5 separate regions of the Mus musculus genome follow, and all the other regions are linked to region 5. Evidence: chromatin contacts called from public promoter capture Hi-C data. All regions are on one chromosome and are shown on one strand. The core of a region is the stretch at or near the end of the contact, and the rest is flanking DNA. Distances in the headings are between cores, read along the strand shown.

Region 1 (2,815 bases), core at 104-2,603, 540 kb before region 5:
TTACTAACTGGTTCATCATGCTGGACATGAATGGAGTTGTTTCTTTACTCCACCAGCTCTCAGCCTGTGAGCGACAGCTGATTTGGGCCCAGCATATCAAATATCTGAATTATGATTCATAACAATGGCAAAATTACAGTTATAAAGTAGCAACAAACTAATTTTATAGTTAGCAGTCACCACATGAGGAACTATATTAAAGGGTCTCCACATTAGGAAGGTTGAGAGCTACTGCTTTAGTCTAACTTTGACTCTGTCTAGGGTGGACAAACATTTCTTCACATCTCAGAAAAAGTAATACAACACTATGGAAGCTTCACGCTCCACTCACGGTAAAGTTGACTGAGAGCAGTGTGCTGCGGGATTTTGAGTAGACCTGAACTATAGGAATATTCAAGTAGATTGTATTTCACTAATTTTTGGCATGTCTGTAATATTGTGTAGTTTTTAACCTTTCAAGAAAAGGAAGAAAACAGACGTGTTCTCCATCCACTCAGTGACAGAGGAGAAAACTAAGCTGCATGTTCACCAATGGCAAGGACGGGGCTCATATTTGCATGCGTTGACTGGGGGGTCATCTTCTTTTGACTACGATTCCTTTCTATACAACAATCTCTGTCTTCAGTTTGTACTTTTGTTGCTGTTGCAGGTTGTTTTAGCCTCCTTTGCATGTGCACGAGCACACACACACAACTTAATGTATGGGATGTGTCTTTGGCTTCTATATAGTCAGTACAGTGTCTGTCCAAGTTAGCTCTGTTGTCAACATGACAAGGTTTAGAGTCATCTGAGCAGAAAGCCTCCATTGAGAATTGGCTTGCAGGCATGTCTGTGAGACACTGCCTTGATTCTTAATTGATGTGGGAGGACCCAGTCCACTGTGGATGGCACCATCCTTAAGAAGGCCATGTATAAGAAAGCTAGCTGAGCTTGTGACTGAGTGAGCTAGAGAGGTAGCCTGCAAGCAGTGTTCCTCCATTGTTTTGCTTCAATCTCCTGCTTTTCTCTGATTCCCTCCATGGTGGACCATGACCTGGAAGTGTAAGCCAAATAAACCCTCCCTCCCCAAGTTGCTTCTGATCAGAGTGTTTATCCCAGCAAGAGAGAGTCCACAACACTGACCAAGACCAAGGAGGCCAGAGGAGTGTATGTAATGAGATGATCACATGTTGGAGCGAAACAAGGAAATAAATCATAGCCTCGCTTGTGCCTTCTGTGCTCCCTGTGTTGGTGCCGATATGCACAAGCCTCTAAGGATTATGAAACCGAAAGCTTGGAGTTGGCACCAGACAGCAGAGCCTGGCTGTGCAGGCTCGGGATGTTTCCTGTGGAAGCTGAAGTCCAGTGCTGCCATCTAGTGATCATGAGCAGAACCAAGACTCTCCCGCCCTGACCTGCAGCTGGTCCATGCCCCACAAGCAGAACCTAGCCTGTGTGCCAACGCCTGTAAGCTGAGGCAAACACAGCTAAACCTGTTGACCCTAGGCTGTGCAGGGGTTGACCTAAGGTGGCCTGGTTCTCTTCTCAATCCACAGTTCAGCTGCTGGTGGCTTTCACCTCACAAAGGTGAACAGGGTGCATCTTTCTCTCCACATTTAAGTGTTTTAAAGCTGAGATTATGAATCACTGATGCAACGAGAATCAACAGAAAGAAATGATCAATTGTTGTACAATTAGGTCAAAATCTTGGGAGGGCAGGGCCTGATAGGTGTGTCTAGCAAGTTCCCAAGCCCCGTGTGCTCCCCGACTCTTTTTCAATAGCCCTCACTTCTGCTCCATTCTGAAATGACTGTTAGTGTAGTGCGTGCATGCGTGTGTGTGTGTGTGTGTGTGTGTGTGTGTGAGAGAGAGAGAGAGAGAGAGAGAGAGAGAGAGAGAGAGAGAGAGAGAGAGTCCAAATTACCTAGAGAGCTTGTTTTAAACAGGCACAGCTATCCCATGGCTAAATTTTCTGATTTAGTCAGTCTTGAATGAATTCCAGAATTTGCATCTCTAATAGGTTTCCAAGTAGAATTATTTGAATCCTGAATTTCCTCTAAAGTTCTCATGCAGTTAAGACTTTCTCCAAAGCTAGATACATCTGTAAGCCCAATACAAAGCTTCTCTCTCCATATGTATGTATGTATGTATGTATGTATGTATGTATGTGTATATATAGAGAAATTATATAATAAATAATTATATTTATTATTTATCTCTCTACATATATATGTATAGGCATATATACTTATGTATATATACATATATATGTGCATATTCTTAAGAGATAGCTTCTAGCAGAAGCAACTTAACATCATTGGGAACATGCCCTTGAAGAGGATATTAGGACCCCAGATTTTCTATCCTCTTCTTCCCCCCTCCCTCACATTTTCTTCCCCAGCTGCCATGATATAAACAGGTTTACAACTGCAGACTCTCTCCTTATTGCATGTCTAAAAGCCACGAACTCCTGCAGCCATGGACTACAACCTCTGGAACTCAAAGCCAGAATATGCCTTACCTCTCTCTTGGTTGAGTTTCTTCCCCCATTGTTATTGCTGCTGCTGCTGCTGCTGCTGCTACTGTTTGGAAACAGAGTCCCCCATGTAGACTTGGCTAGCCCTAAACTTAAAATTTTCCTATCTGTCTTTTGAGTGCTGAGCTTGTAAGCTAGTACCCCGGGTATTTATCGATAAGTTGACATTCTAAAGTATCCATTACAGTGTAGGGCCCTAAGCTATGCATTGTTGGCTTGAAGGTCAGAATTTGCAGACACCATAGTTGGCGCGTTTCCAGCCCATCCATTATGTCCCCTTTGTTCATCTAACTCCATCAT
Region 2 (2,700 bases), core at 56-2,555, 770 kb after region 5:
GTCAGCAATATCTCATTGCTGGAATAGTCCACACCCAAGCCCAATGGTCCAGTGTAACAGCAGCAATTCACGACTATGTAGCACCTCCCTGGTGATTGACATCTAGGCACCTTGCCTCCAGCAGCTCTGCCATCTCTGCAGTTTTGGAGCCTTTCACAAATCTTCTAGACCTGGCTGAGAATAACTGCAGGCTTCAGCATTAAAATGGCCTGGAAACACTCAAAGGCATTTCCCAAACGACTAACTCACTTTTGAATAGCGATGTGTCACGGCATCCACTGACTGGGCTTGAGAGTGGACAGCTTATGACGGTGTATAAAATAAATCATATTACTCTCTCCCCTCCACAGTGTTCTCATGACTTTAAAGGTGATTTATTCTTAAAGCTCAATGGTAATTATTCTAAGAGTAGAGAAACATAGAGGGGAGAAAATGCCATTTAGCTTTCCCAGTGGAAAACTTAATATGTGATGTAGATATTTAGTAAGGACTGAAGAGAACCTCATGAAAATCAGAACAAACAGAATATGACACTCAATGTCCAAACTCCCCATACAGGCAGCGATGTGTTACCAACTGTCTTCCATCCTTAACTGCTAAGTCACATTGGTGGCCCACTTGTCACAAGAATAGTTTGAGCGTGTTAGAGGAAGGCTGGACAGGCAGCCAGTAAGGTTGTTCAGTGTCAAACTCAGGATGAGTTCTATCTCCAGAATCTGCATGGTTCAAGGAGGAAATCCACTCTTTGGGGCTAGTCTTAGACTACCATATGCACGCGACACATGCAAGCACTCACACATATACACACAGAGCACTTGCTGCTCCTGCAGAGAACCCCAGTTAGGACCTCAGCACCTATATCAGAGCACCTGCAACTTCACCTCTGAGGGCTCTCACCCTCTCTGCTGACGTCTGAGCAACTATATAACCATGTAACATACACTCCCAGAGACATATACACGTAATAAAATGAAAATACTTGAGATCATTTTATACCTTTTATACAAAAAATAAAATGTCACGATATGTCACTGTCTGTGTTGAATATTTACAAATATTTTCAAATCCTGAAATCTTTACAACAACTTTGCTTTTTATAGGGTGGGGCTGGCATGCTTCTTAATTCAGTACAAATTCTGATATGTTTAGATTTCTTCTCAAAGCATCTGATATTCCAGGTGGAATCAGACTAGTGAGTAGCTGGAATTCCAACGCCAGAGATTTAGATCTAGCCAGTGATTGGCTAGGGAGGGGCTTTGGGCGGGCCTTCCTAGAGCGCCAACGCTTGCTAGAAAGCTATGGAGCCAGTCTAGACTGTCACTATCAGTCTTTGTAGTATTTACGGGTGCGAGGATTCTGACATTCTGCTAACTTCTCTTAGCTTTACTAGAGCAACCTGCAACCAGAACTCGCTGGGATTGTAGAGAACCTAGGGAGCCATAGAGACTGTCGCTGCAGGAGAACGAGTAAGAATGGGCTACGTCTTAGCCCCAGGTTTTTGGTGAGGACTGTAAAGCAAACTTCCTAGGATGTCTAGGTTTCAACAAACATAAGAAGTCCGGAGATAGCGGGAGTCCTTTTTTTCAGCACCGGCCACACCAGTTCCGGGTCTCCCATTCAAGAAGAAACACGAAAAAAAGTCTCTCGAATAACTCCCAGTTCTCAGACCAGACCAGCTTGCTCCAGCTACTTCTTCCTGTCCTCACCCCACCGCGACCGGGACAGCGCGACTACCACCCTTCCTCTGCGTCTGGGTGGAGGGTAAGGACAGGAGCTGACCAAGACCGCCCCTCCCAACCAGGAGGTGGAGATCCCACGGGTCCTGCGACTCTACACCCACTTCCTCCTCCCTCTGCCCCTATATCACCGGCACCCCCTCCTCCTTCCCTTTTCCCTCCTCCCAGGAGACAGGGGAGGAGAAAAGGGGAGCTTGGGTCGTCATGACTGAGCTGCAGGCAAAGGATCCGCAGGTTCTCCACACGTCTGGCGCTTCGCCCTCCCCCCCACACATCGGGTCCCCCTTGCTTGCACGCTTGGACTCAGGTCCCTTCCAAGGGAGCCAGCACTCGGACGTGTCGTCTGTAGTCTCGCCTATACCGATCTCCCTGGACGGGCTGCTTTTTCCTCGGTCCTGCCGGGGTCCCGAGCTCCCAGACGGAAAGACAGGGGACCAGCAGTCGCTGTCCGACGTGGAGGGAGCTTTCTCTGGGGTAGAAGCCACTCATAGGGAAGGAGGCAGAAATTCCAGAGCCCCGGAGAAGGACAGCAGACTCTTAGACAGTGTCTTAGACTCGTTGTTGACTCCCTCCGGGACCGAACAGAGTCACGCCAGCCCTCCAGCCTGCGAGGCCATCACTTCCTGGTGTCTCTTTGGGCCAGAGCTTCCAGAAGACCCCCGCAGTGTCCCTGCTACCAAAGGGTTGTTGTCCCCGCTCATGAGTCGGCCAGAGATCAAGGCTGGCGACAGCTCCGGGACAGGAGCAGGACAGAAGGTGCTGCCCAAAGGACTGTCACCACCCAGGCAGCTGTTGCTCCCTACCTCGGGGAGTGCTCACTGGCCCGGGGCAGGGGTGAAGCCGTCCCCGCAGCCAGCTGCAGGGGAGGTGGAAGAGGACAGTGGCCTGGAGACCGAGGGCTCTGCAGCTCCGCTTCTAAAGAGCAAACCTCGAGCACTGGAAGGCACCGGCAGCGGAGGAGGAG
Region 3 (2,700 bases), core at 56-2,555, 560 kb before region 5:
TGGGTGGGACCATCTCTGGGCTGGTAGTCTTGGTTCTATAAGAGAGGAGGCTGAGCAAGCCAGGGGAAGCAAGCCAGTAAAGAACATCCCTCCATGGCCTCTGCATCAGCTCCTGCTTTCTGACCTGCTTGAGTTCCAGTCCTAACTTCCTTCAGTGATGAACAGCAATGTGGAAGAGTAAGCTGAATAAATCCTTTCCTCCCCAACTTGCTTCTTGGTCATGATGTTTGTGCAGGAATAGAAACCCTGACTAAGACAGGTGGGGTTCCTCAAAGAATATTAAGAACTTTATTTCTCTTCCTTCCTTGTTTTATGCTACCTGCAATGTAGGTTCAATAGCCATCTTTTGAGAAACCACACAGCCCCTGATGTAGAGAGGTGATTCACTCTAGACGCCACAGACCAAACCTCGGCTGCTCTTACACAAACAAAATATCACTTTGAGTTTTATTAACTATCTGCTATTGTGCATTTTCCTATTGTGTTCAATTAAATCTCATCACATACCATAGAAGCCTGGAATACACCCTGCCTCCTGTAAGAAAGGTCTCCAACTCCCCACACCCATCCTTGGGTACTAACAGCTTCTCAGATAACTTTCTGTCCCAGAAGTTCCAAGCAGATTGCACAACATAGTTAACAAACATTTGAAAGTTGGCAATGTGATAAACAGACATCCAACAAGAAACTCTGAGAAACCAGAGACAATTCTGGTAGAAAAAAGCAAACAGTTGCTATAAGAATGTTTAACATGTGGAGGAGAAAAAAGAAGTTGGGGGAGGACTGGAGGAGTGGAGGGATGAGAAACTGGTTAGGATATAAAAAACAAATAAATTTTTAAAAAGAATGTTTAACACCATTACCATAAAAAAGACATTACAAAAAACATTCAAATATAATACTAAAATAAATAATAATAACAAACAATTACTCATATTTAACTAGCCAGTACTCCTAACAATTAAAGACACAGAGGCTGGGAAGTGGCTCAGTAGGCAGAACTCATATAGAAGCCAGGCACCATAGCACAGTACTTAAACTAATATCCGACTCCATTGTCTCTTCCAATCACACTACCAAGATATGCTAGTGTTTTCTGCCAAAGTAAATTATTTCAAAATTCATAACAACCTACCAAAACTACCAGTAAAACTACCAGTTTTGAGACCAGAAGACTAACTTGGGGGCCTTGCTATTGTCAGCGCTCAAAAGTGAGCAATGTGCTAGATAAGCAATCACCAACTGTGGTTGCAAAATTCAAGTTTATCTAAGGGGAAAACGAAGTCATGAGACACTTCATGGCAATGTGCTTTGCTGTTATTAATTAAGTGATTACTTCATGCCACGTCTCACTGTCAACTTTCTAAATGCCATACAAACAGAAACAAGCTTTAACTGAAGAGACAGGAATGAAGTGCCTTCTGTCTCTGATGGTTAATTTTATAACACTTTCCGCTGCATTTCCTCCAGACAGGAAGGACAAAAATGAGGAGAACAACCAACTGGCCCAGGTAGGATTTCAATGAATGCTAAAAGCAACAAGCAATAAAATGTGCCTTTTATAGCTTCTCTCGGGACTTTCCAAGACAGCACATTCCTGCAGAGTCTCAGAGTATCTCAGAAGAATGAGGTCCTTTCCATGTGTCTAACTCTAAGGTTAAATTGCATAAGTTTGCAAAATAGAGCATCATCTCTGATGTCTCCTAGAATTTCAAGAGCATAAGATGAAAGGAACAGTAAGAATATAAGCCAAGTGGCTGCCCTTAGTTGTATGGGTGTGTGATTTGGCTAATTCTAGTCACTCATAAACCTTTGCTCTCCTGTAGTCTGTGTCCTTTACATCTTTCCTGACAGGCATATCTCAACCAGTTCTACTCTCTTGAAATAGAAGGGAGTCATTTTGTCCAAAGCAAGAACAGGAGTCTCTTTGATGGAAAACTTCGGGAAATGCAGGCATTTTTCGGATTGACAGTGACTGGAAAACTGGATTCAGACACACTTGCGATCATGAAAGTGCCCAGGTGTGGGGTACCAGATGTGGGGCAATATGGCTACACACTCCCTGGGTGGAGAAAATACAGCCTTACATACAGGTAATGTTTCTACCAACTTTGGTTAACTAACCCAAATAAGTAATCTCCAAGAAGCAACCACAGTGATGGCTTATCTAACTGACACTTTCGAAAGTGCATGCCACTTTGTGGGTTCTATGTATCTCATCCCCTCATTAGACCTATGCTGTGGGCAGTATGACAACCACACGGAAACTAAATCGAAAGGCTATCGCCTGTAGCTAGTGCTACAGAGTTGGCTCAGGCAGATAGGTTCCAATCTCTAGGCTCCCTTCTCCCCTGTGAGCTCAGAATAGGCAGCACCACCATCTGCTACAATGCCCTGGAGGCATGGTGAGGTGTGCAGAAAGAAGGGAAGGGTGTGAGTGTGGGGGAGGAGGAACACGTTCATTCGTGCATCCACGCATGTGCTCATGTAGAGGGGTGGTTGAGGGTGTGTGTGTGTGTGTGTGTGTGTGTGTGTGTGTGTGTGTGTGTGTTTTAGAGCTATCAAATCTCAAATCTTAGATGGGTCCCAGTATAACAATGTATACCCTGTGTACTTGGCTATTTAAGGATAAGGAACTACAAGAGATTTAATGAAAAAAGTAAAAAAAAAAAAAAAAAAAAAAAAAAAGTTAGCTAAGAG
Region 4 (2,700 bases), core at 172-2,671, 920 kb before region 5:
AGTTGGAATTTTGATGGGGATTGTATAGAATCTGTAGGTTGCTTTTGGCAAGATGGCCATTTTTTTCTATATTAGTCCTGCCAATTCACAAGCATGGGAGAACTTCCCATCTTCTGAGGTCTTCGATTTCTTTCTTCAGAGACTTTTGAAGTTCTTGTCATACAGATCTTTCACTTGCTTGGTTAGTCACACCAAGATATTTTATGTTGTTTGTGACTATTATGAAGGGTGTCGTTTCTCTAATTTCTATCTTAGCCTGTGTATTTTTGAGTATAGGAAGGCTACTAATTTGTTTGAGTCAATTTAATATCCAGCCACTTTGCTGAAGTTGTTTATCAGCTGTAGGAGTTCTTCGGTGGAATTTTTAGGGTCACTTAATTATACTATCATATCATCTGCAAATAGTGATATTTTGACTTCTTCCTTTCCAATTAGTATCCCTTTGACCTTTTGTTGTCTAATTGCTCTGGCTAAGACTTCAAGTACTATATTGAATAGAATGGGAGAAAGGGCAGCCTTGTCTAGTCCCTGATTCTAGTGGGACTGCTTCAAGTTTCTCTCCATTTAATTTGCTGTTGGCTACTGGTTTGCTGTATATTGCTCTTACTGTGTTTAAATATGGGCCTTGAATTCCTCATCTTTCCAAGACTTTTAACATGAAGGAATGTTACATTTTGTCAAATGCTTTCTCAGCATCTAATGAAATGATCATGTGGTTTGGTTTTTTTTATTATTATTATTGTTGTTGTGGCATTTGTTTATGTAGTGGATTACATTGACGGATTTCTGTATATTGACCATGCCTGCATCCCTGGGATGAAGCCTACTTGATCGTGGTGAATGATAGTTTTGATGTGTTCTTGGACTCAGTTTGTGAGAAATTTATTAAATGTTTTTGCATCAATATTTATAAGGGAAATTGCTCTGAAGTTCTCTTTCTTTGTTGGGATTGTGTAGATTAGGTATAAGCTGCAATTGTGGCTTCATAGAACAAATTGGGTCGTCTTTCTTCTGTTTCTATTTTGTGGGGTAGTTTGAAGAGTATTGGTATTAGGTCTTCTTTGAAGGTCTGATAGAATTCTGCACTAAACCCTTCTGGCCCTGCGCTTTGTTGTTGTTGTTGTTGTTGTTGGAAGGTAATTTCTTTAATTTCTTTTTCAAGTAATGATGTAATATTAACATTCTCAGACACAGCACACCCCCTAATGTTATGAAGCACTTGGATTTTTAAAGCAATACTGATAATAGTTACCAAATATATAATCAAATGGTACATTAAAAGGATATGTGTCATTTTATTATTTCAAACTTTTTGTTCTGAACAATACAGTTTTACGTTTTAAGAATACTATGCTAATTCACTTCTGGTAGTTGGAAAATGCCTTCTGATTCAATTCGATAGTTTTAGCACTAGAGGGCAGCCTTGCCTGCTTCTGGATTGTGAAGAACTGAGTGAATTTAATTAAGCTAGCTTAATCTTAAACATTCAACCTCAGTAAATGAATGTCTTAGTCTCTTTAGAATCAAGTTTTCCATCCACTGTGGGTTTTTTCTTATTATTCTGAAAGTACAAAATAAGACTGATTTTGAGGGAGAGGGAGTTAGTTGTTGATGTTATTATATATCTCCATATAAAATCCAAGGAAAACACAAGTATCATTTACTGTAGTTATGTTCAGATATGATAATGGATTGAACATAGAAACATATAAATGGAACAGAATATGGAGCTAATTAAAGAAAATCTTGTACATGAAAATATTTATTCAGAAAACAGATTTAGCTCCTAACTGTGCTGATCTTGTAATAGGAGTCAAGGCAAAACCATATCCAAGTGAGTACCTATGTAAATAAGCTGTTGTACAAGCATTCCCAGCGCTCCAGAGTTTGCACCTGTGTACTAAATATCTGTTCTCTTCAGTTTTAGAGATCCTGACCCGTTAGTCTTTGGTGCTGGCAAGTACCCATCACAGTGCTTGGCATTTAGGCTAATCCACACTGTTTGAATATGTAGATACAAAGCATCACAGCTTATACAAACCTGTTTTCACACGTCTAGGGAAGCTTTCCTATCATTGTGTCTGAAGATATGAATATATACTTCTGTCTTTTCTTATTTTCTCTAACAACCTTTACCTATGGATAAAGGTTATTAGACATTGACTATTAGACTGTAATGTTTAGTAGGAAACAAAATAAATAAAAACCAAAAGCATTGTCAACGGTGGAAAGGAAATTCTAGCCTTTTTACAGTCCTCGGATTTCCAATCTGACTTTTATTGGAGAAGTTGAAGGTGAAATATAACATCTGCAGTGAATGAACCCTCTTCTTTCTCACAATTTTCACTAGGAAGGTCTTCTCACATTCAGGACTGGTTTTCTGCACCTTTGGGCATTCTTTCTTCCTCATGCTAGTTCTTGAATTTCTTTGTACATGAAGATCTTTGTAACATCCTTATTTATCAGGACAAGGCAATACCGTGCAGACTATCTATTCTCCAGTCTGAATCAAGCATCAGTTGAACTTGCTGGATATGTGTTCAATAAATGCTAGCAGTTACATAAAATCATTTGAAAGAGTTGGTCCACTTATAGATGCATTTGGTAATGTAAGAAAAACTTGGCCCCTAATGTCAATGATGTTTACCAATTATTTCCTCTGTTAGTACAGTTGACATGGTTCAGTGGTTCTTAAGAAGT
Region 5 (2,700 bases), core at 75-2,574:
AAAAGCTAGCAGCTGCTACTGCCTAGGCTACTGTTCAGAACTCAGAATGACCCAGGGATGGAAGACAAGTTCCTGAGGAGAGAGTATTTGGGCATTAACGGAGCCCTAACGTACCTGCATTCTTAGAGCCCAGAGGAGGGTCAGCCGAAGAGGAGACCCTTGATGAAAACTCATGATTTGCTGTTAAAACTGTTAAGAGCATATCCTAGCAGAAGGTGGGACCTAGGGCTGAGGAAGTGGAGGGAGGCTGGTAGTGGTGGAAGGGACTCCATTTCCTGAGAAAAACATGAGCAAACATCATCACCACCAGCCAGTCTTCTGAGACTATGAAGGGTAAATTCTAATTATCATAATGTTCTCTGGAAGAATAAACCCGCTTTATGTACTTAAAAAACAAAGCGTATTGACATTTCCACAATGTTTATGTTACCAATAGTAACATCAAATTGAAATTCAACGATTTCTCATGGAAAATCAGAAATAATCCAGATTGTCAAGATTCGTGCCCCCTGCTTTTCCTTTCGTCTGTGTGACAACAGAGTGGACAGAGATGGGATACAAAATGATCAGAACGAACTAGGGTTCTCCAGCTCTGGGAAGGGTGTGCGGCTAACAAGTAAAACGGAACAGCCCACGATTTTAGCCTCGGGCAATTTCTCTTTCTAAGGAGCAGGACTAAGACGTCTCTGTAAGTAAAGGGTGTAACGCTGTAATTCAAAAAGGCGAATCTTCGCCCGTCCAATACAGGACCGATGCATTTAAAAATCCACAAAAATCTGACAGCCAAGTCGAAGTGCGGGGGTGGGAAGGAGGGGGAAGAGGTCACAAAGTAGGAGACAAAAGTGTAACTTCAGGTCGGGGTGGGGTGGGGTGGGGTGGGGTGAGAACTGCTAAAGCAAATATCCGCACTGAAAATGACTTGCCAGTTTCCATGCCCTTGCCTGCGTGCTCCAGGGGGAGGGCGTGGAAAGGATACAGGTAAGCGCCGGGTCGCGGCCGACCGCCGCCGTCACGGGCGCCCGGCGCGTCTGGGGGTCCGGCGCCCACGCCTGCGCCTGCGCTCTGGGCTCCGGGCCTGCCCGCCAGCATCCTTCACCTCAGCGCCGTCCGCATGGCCGCTCGGCCTCCCTCGTCCTCTCCTCGGCGCTCCGGGCAGTGCGTCTCCCAGGTCTCGCGTCACGGGCGTCGCAGGCTCGGCTGCGGCAATCCTGGCTTCGCAGCGGCCCCGGCGACAGTGGCGACGGCAGCGGCGAGGGCGGCGACCTCGCAGGGCGACGGCGGAGGTGGCGGCCGCGACCCCGCCGCAGCCATCTTGACAACCAACCGACGCCGCGTCCTTCGCGACGGAAACTAGGCGGAACGCGGGGCGGGGCTGCGAGGGGGAAGCGGCCAATGAGGGGCCGGCTCGCTCAAAGGGGCGGCCGAGGCGAGCTGAGGTAAACTGCGGCGAGCCGAGGTTAAACCAAGTTAAATGGAAGCAAGCTAAGGAAAGCAAGCTAAGTACACTGAAGCACACCGAGGTGAGACAAAGTAAGCCAAGGTAAACTGAGGTAAACAGAAGTTGAAATAAACGGAGGCAAGCGGAATTAAACGGGTATGCTGAGATGAGATGAGGTAAACTGAGGCAAGCTGCGCTTAAACTTAATTAAGCAGAGGGAAGCTGAGGTAAACTGAGGTACACCGCGGTGTGATGAGATAACTTGAGGTGAGCTGAGGTTTAACTGAATTACTCAATCAAGCTTAAGCAAACTGAGATTACACCTAATTAAGCAGAGAGAAATTGACACAAGTGGAGGTACACTGAGGTAAGATGATGCAAGCTGAGGTTAAAGCGAGTTACCATTTACGAAGGTAAAATGAGGTAAGCTGAGTTATACTGACTTAACTAAAGTAAACTGAGGTGAATTGAGGTTAAACTGAGATGAAGTAAACTGAGGCAAGTTAGGGCAAGTTGAGTTGGGCAGATGACTCGCAGTTGTGAGAGAGCATAGCTGAACTGTACTTTAGAGCTTGATTCGGCTCTTCCCTTTTCTGAGTGTTTTCTTGAGAGTATTAACAGATGAAAGACAGTGAATGGAAAATTCCTAGATACGGGCAAATATTACAGACAGCCTGGAAATGATTATTTGGGGCATAATTTGTTAGGTATGGAATCCTGTGGTGAACTTTTAGATGGTGAGACCTTTCCCATTATCACTCTTTTCAAAACTACTTTCCCTTGTAGAGGTGAAAGGAAGAGGAGGAGGAAGAGGAAGAGGAGGGAGAAGAGGAGAAAAAGAAAGATAAAAAAGCTTTGCAAAGTGGAAATTTTCTTTCCTCACTTGCTCTCATCCATTTCTTGATACTTAGGTCATTTTCTCTCTGCTGTCCCACTTCAAAAGATCGTTATGGTCCTTGATTGGCTGCCAGAATCTGCAAATGGACCATCACAGCAAAAATGGCCTGAAAAGAAGTCCAGATTTAGCTTAATAATCTCCTGGGAAGGTATGCCAAAAGAGATCTGTGTATTGAAATGGCTTCTGTATAGAAAATTAAACAGTTTTGAGCCACTAGGTTAATGGCTATATAAATGAAAATCTGGACCAAAACTGGGCCTTTTTGTTGGAGCCCAGTGTAAAATCACAAAATTTGACTGGATGTTAGATTTACATTTTATTTTTGTGTATAAAAATTTCCAAATTGCTAGCAGAATGTACAAAC

What was found. Promoter capture Hi-C pulls out the DNA fragments that hold promoters and counts their contacts.
Region 1: a contact with region 5 is called in a promoter capture Hi-C map of hippocampal neurons, with 4 times the contacts expected there. The contact joins the enhancer-like site here to the promoter of Cep126 in region 5. A contact is called at or near these places in 10 of 39 promoter capture datasets (cranial neural crest, embryonic stem cells, frontonasal cranial neural crest and 4 more) and 1 of 115 datasets of contacts at active chromatin or transcription factors (stem cell-derived neural progenitor cells).
Region 2: a contact with region 5 is called in a promoter capture Hi-C map of hippocampal neurons, with 5 times the contacts expected there. The contact joins the promoter of Pgr here to the promoter of Cep126 in region 5. A contact is called at or near these places in 4 of 39 promoter capture datasets (cranial neural crest, embryonic stem cells, hippocampal neurons and 1 more) and 1 of 9 other capture datasets (embryonic stem cells).
Region 3: a promoter capture Hi-C map of hippocampal neurons shows a contact between it and region 5, with 2.6 times the contacts expected there. The contact joins the promoter of Mmp27 here to the promoter of Cep126 in region 5. A contact is called at or near these places in 8 of 39 promoter capture datasets (the 3T3-L1 cell line, embryonic stem cells, hematopoietic stem and progenitor cells and 4 more) and 1 of 9 other capture datasets (adipose tissue).
Region 4: a contact with region 5 is called in a promoter capture Hi-C map of hippocampal neurons, with 3 times the contacts expected there. The contact joins the enhancer-like site here to the promoter of Cep126 in region 5. A contact is called at or near these places in 4 of 39 promoter capture datasets (hippocampal neurons, liver and pre-B cells) and 1 of 115 datasets of contacts at active chromatin or transcription factors (large pre-B cells).

What each region holds. Positions count from the first base shown.
Region 1 is chr9:7,594,103-7,596,917 of GRCm38.p6, forward strand. All of the region lies in intron 2 of Gm31751 (a long non-coding RNA gene), which reads right to left. Among named protein-coding and RNA genes, the nearest start is that of Mmp27, 24 kb to the left of the region's middle. Within about 2 kb of position 1,354, at least 123 of the 459 cell types and tissues checked have an H3K27ac peak or open chromatin away from gene starts, as enhancers often do. A contact at or near this core is called in hippocampal neurons, where this site is marked.
Region 2 is chr9:8,898,528-8,901,227 of GRCm38.p6, forward strand. It overlaps Pgr (progesterone receptor), which reads left to right and starts at 1,306. Exons shown (of 8, transcript NM_008829.2): 1 at 1,306-2,700. The coding sequence starts at 1,941.
Region 3 is chr9:7,570,091-7,572,790 of GRCm38.p6, forward strand. It overlaps Mmp27 (matrix metallopeptidase 27), which reads left to right and starts at 1,306. Exons shown (of 10, transcript NM_001310717.1): 1 at 1,306-1,511; 2 at 1,855-2,093. The coding sequence starts at 1,368. All of the region lies in intron 2 of Gm31751 (a long non-coding RNA gene), which reads right to left.
Region 4 is chr9:7,215,025-7,217,724 of GRCm38.p6, forward strand. It overlaps a transcript of Dcun1d5 not described here. Among named protein-coding and RNA genes, the nearest start is that of Dcun1d5, 32 kb to the left of the region's middle. Within about 2 kb of position 1,422, at least 4 of the 459 cell types and tissues checked have an H3K27ac peak or open chromatin away from gene starts, as enhancers often do.
Region 5 is chr9:8,133,122-8,135,821 of GRCm38.p6, forward strand. Cep126 (centrosomal protein 126) reads right to left here and starts at 1,325. Exons shown (of 11, transcript NM_001045524.2): 1 at 977-1,325. The coding sequence starts at 1,089.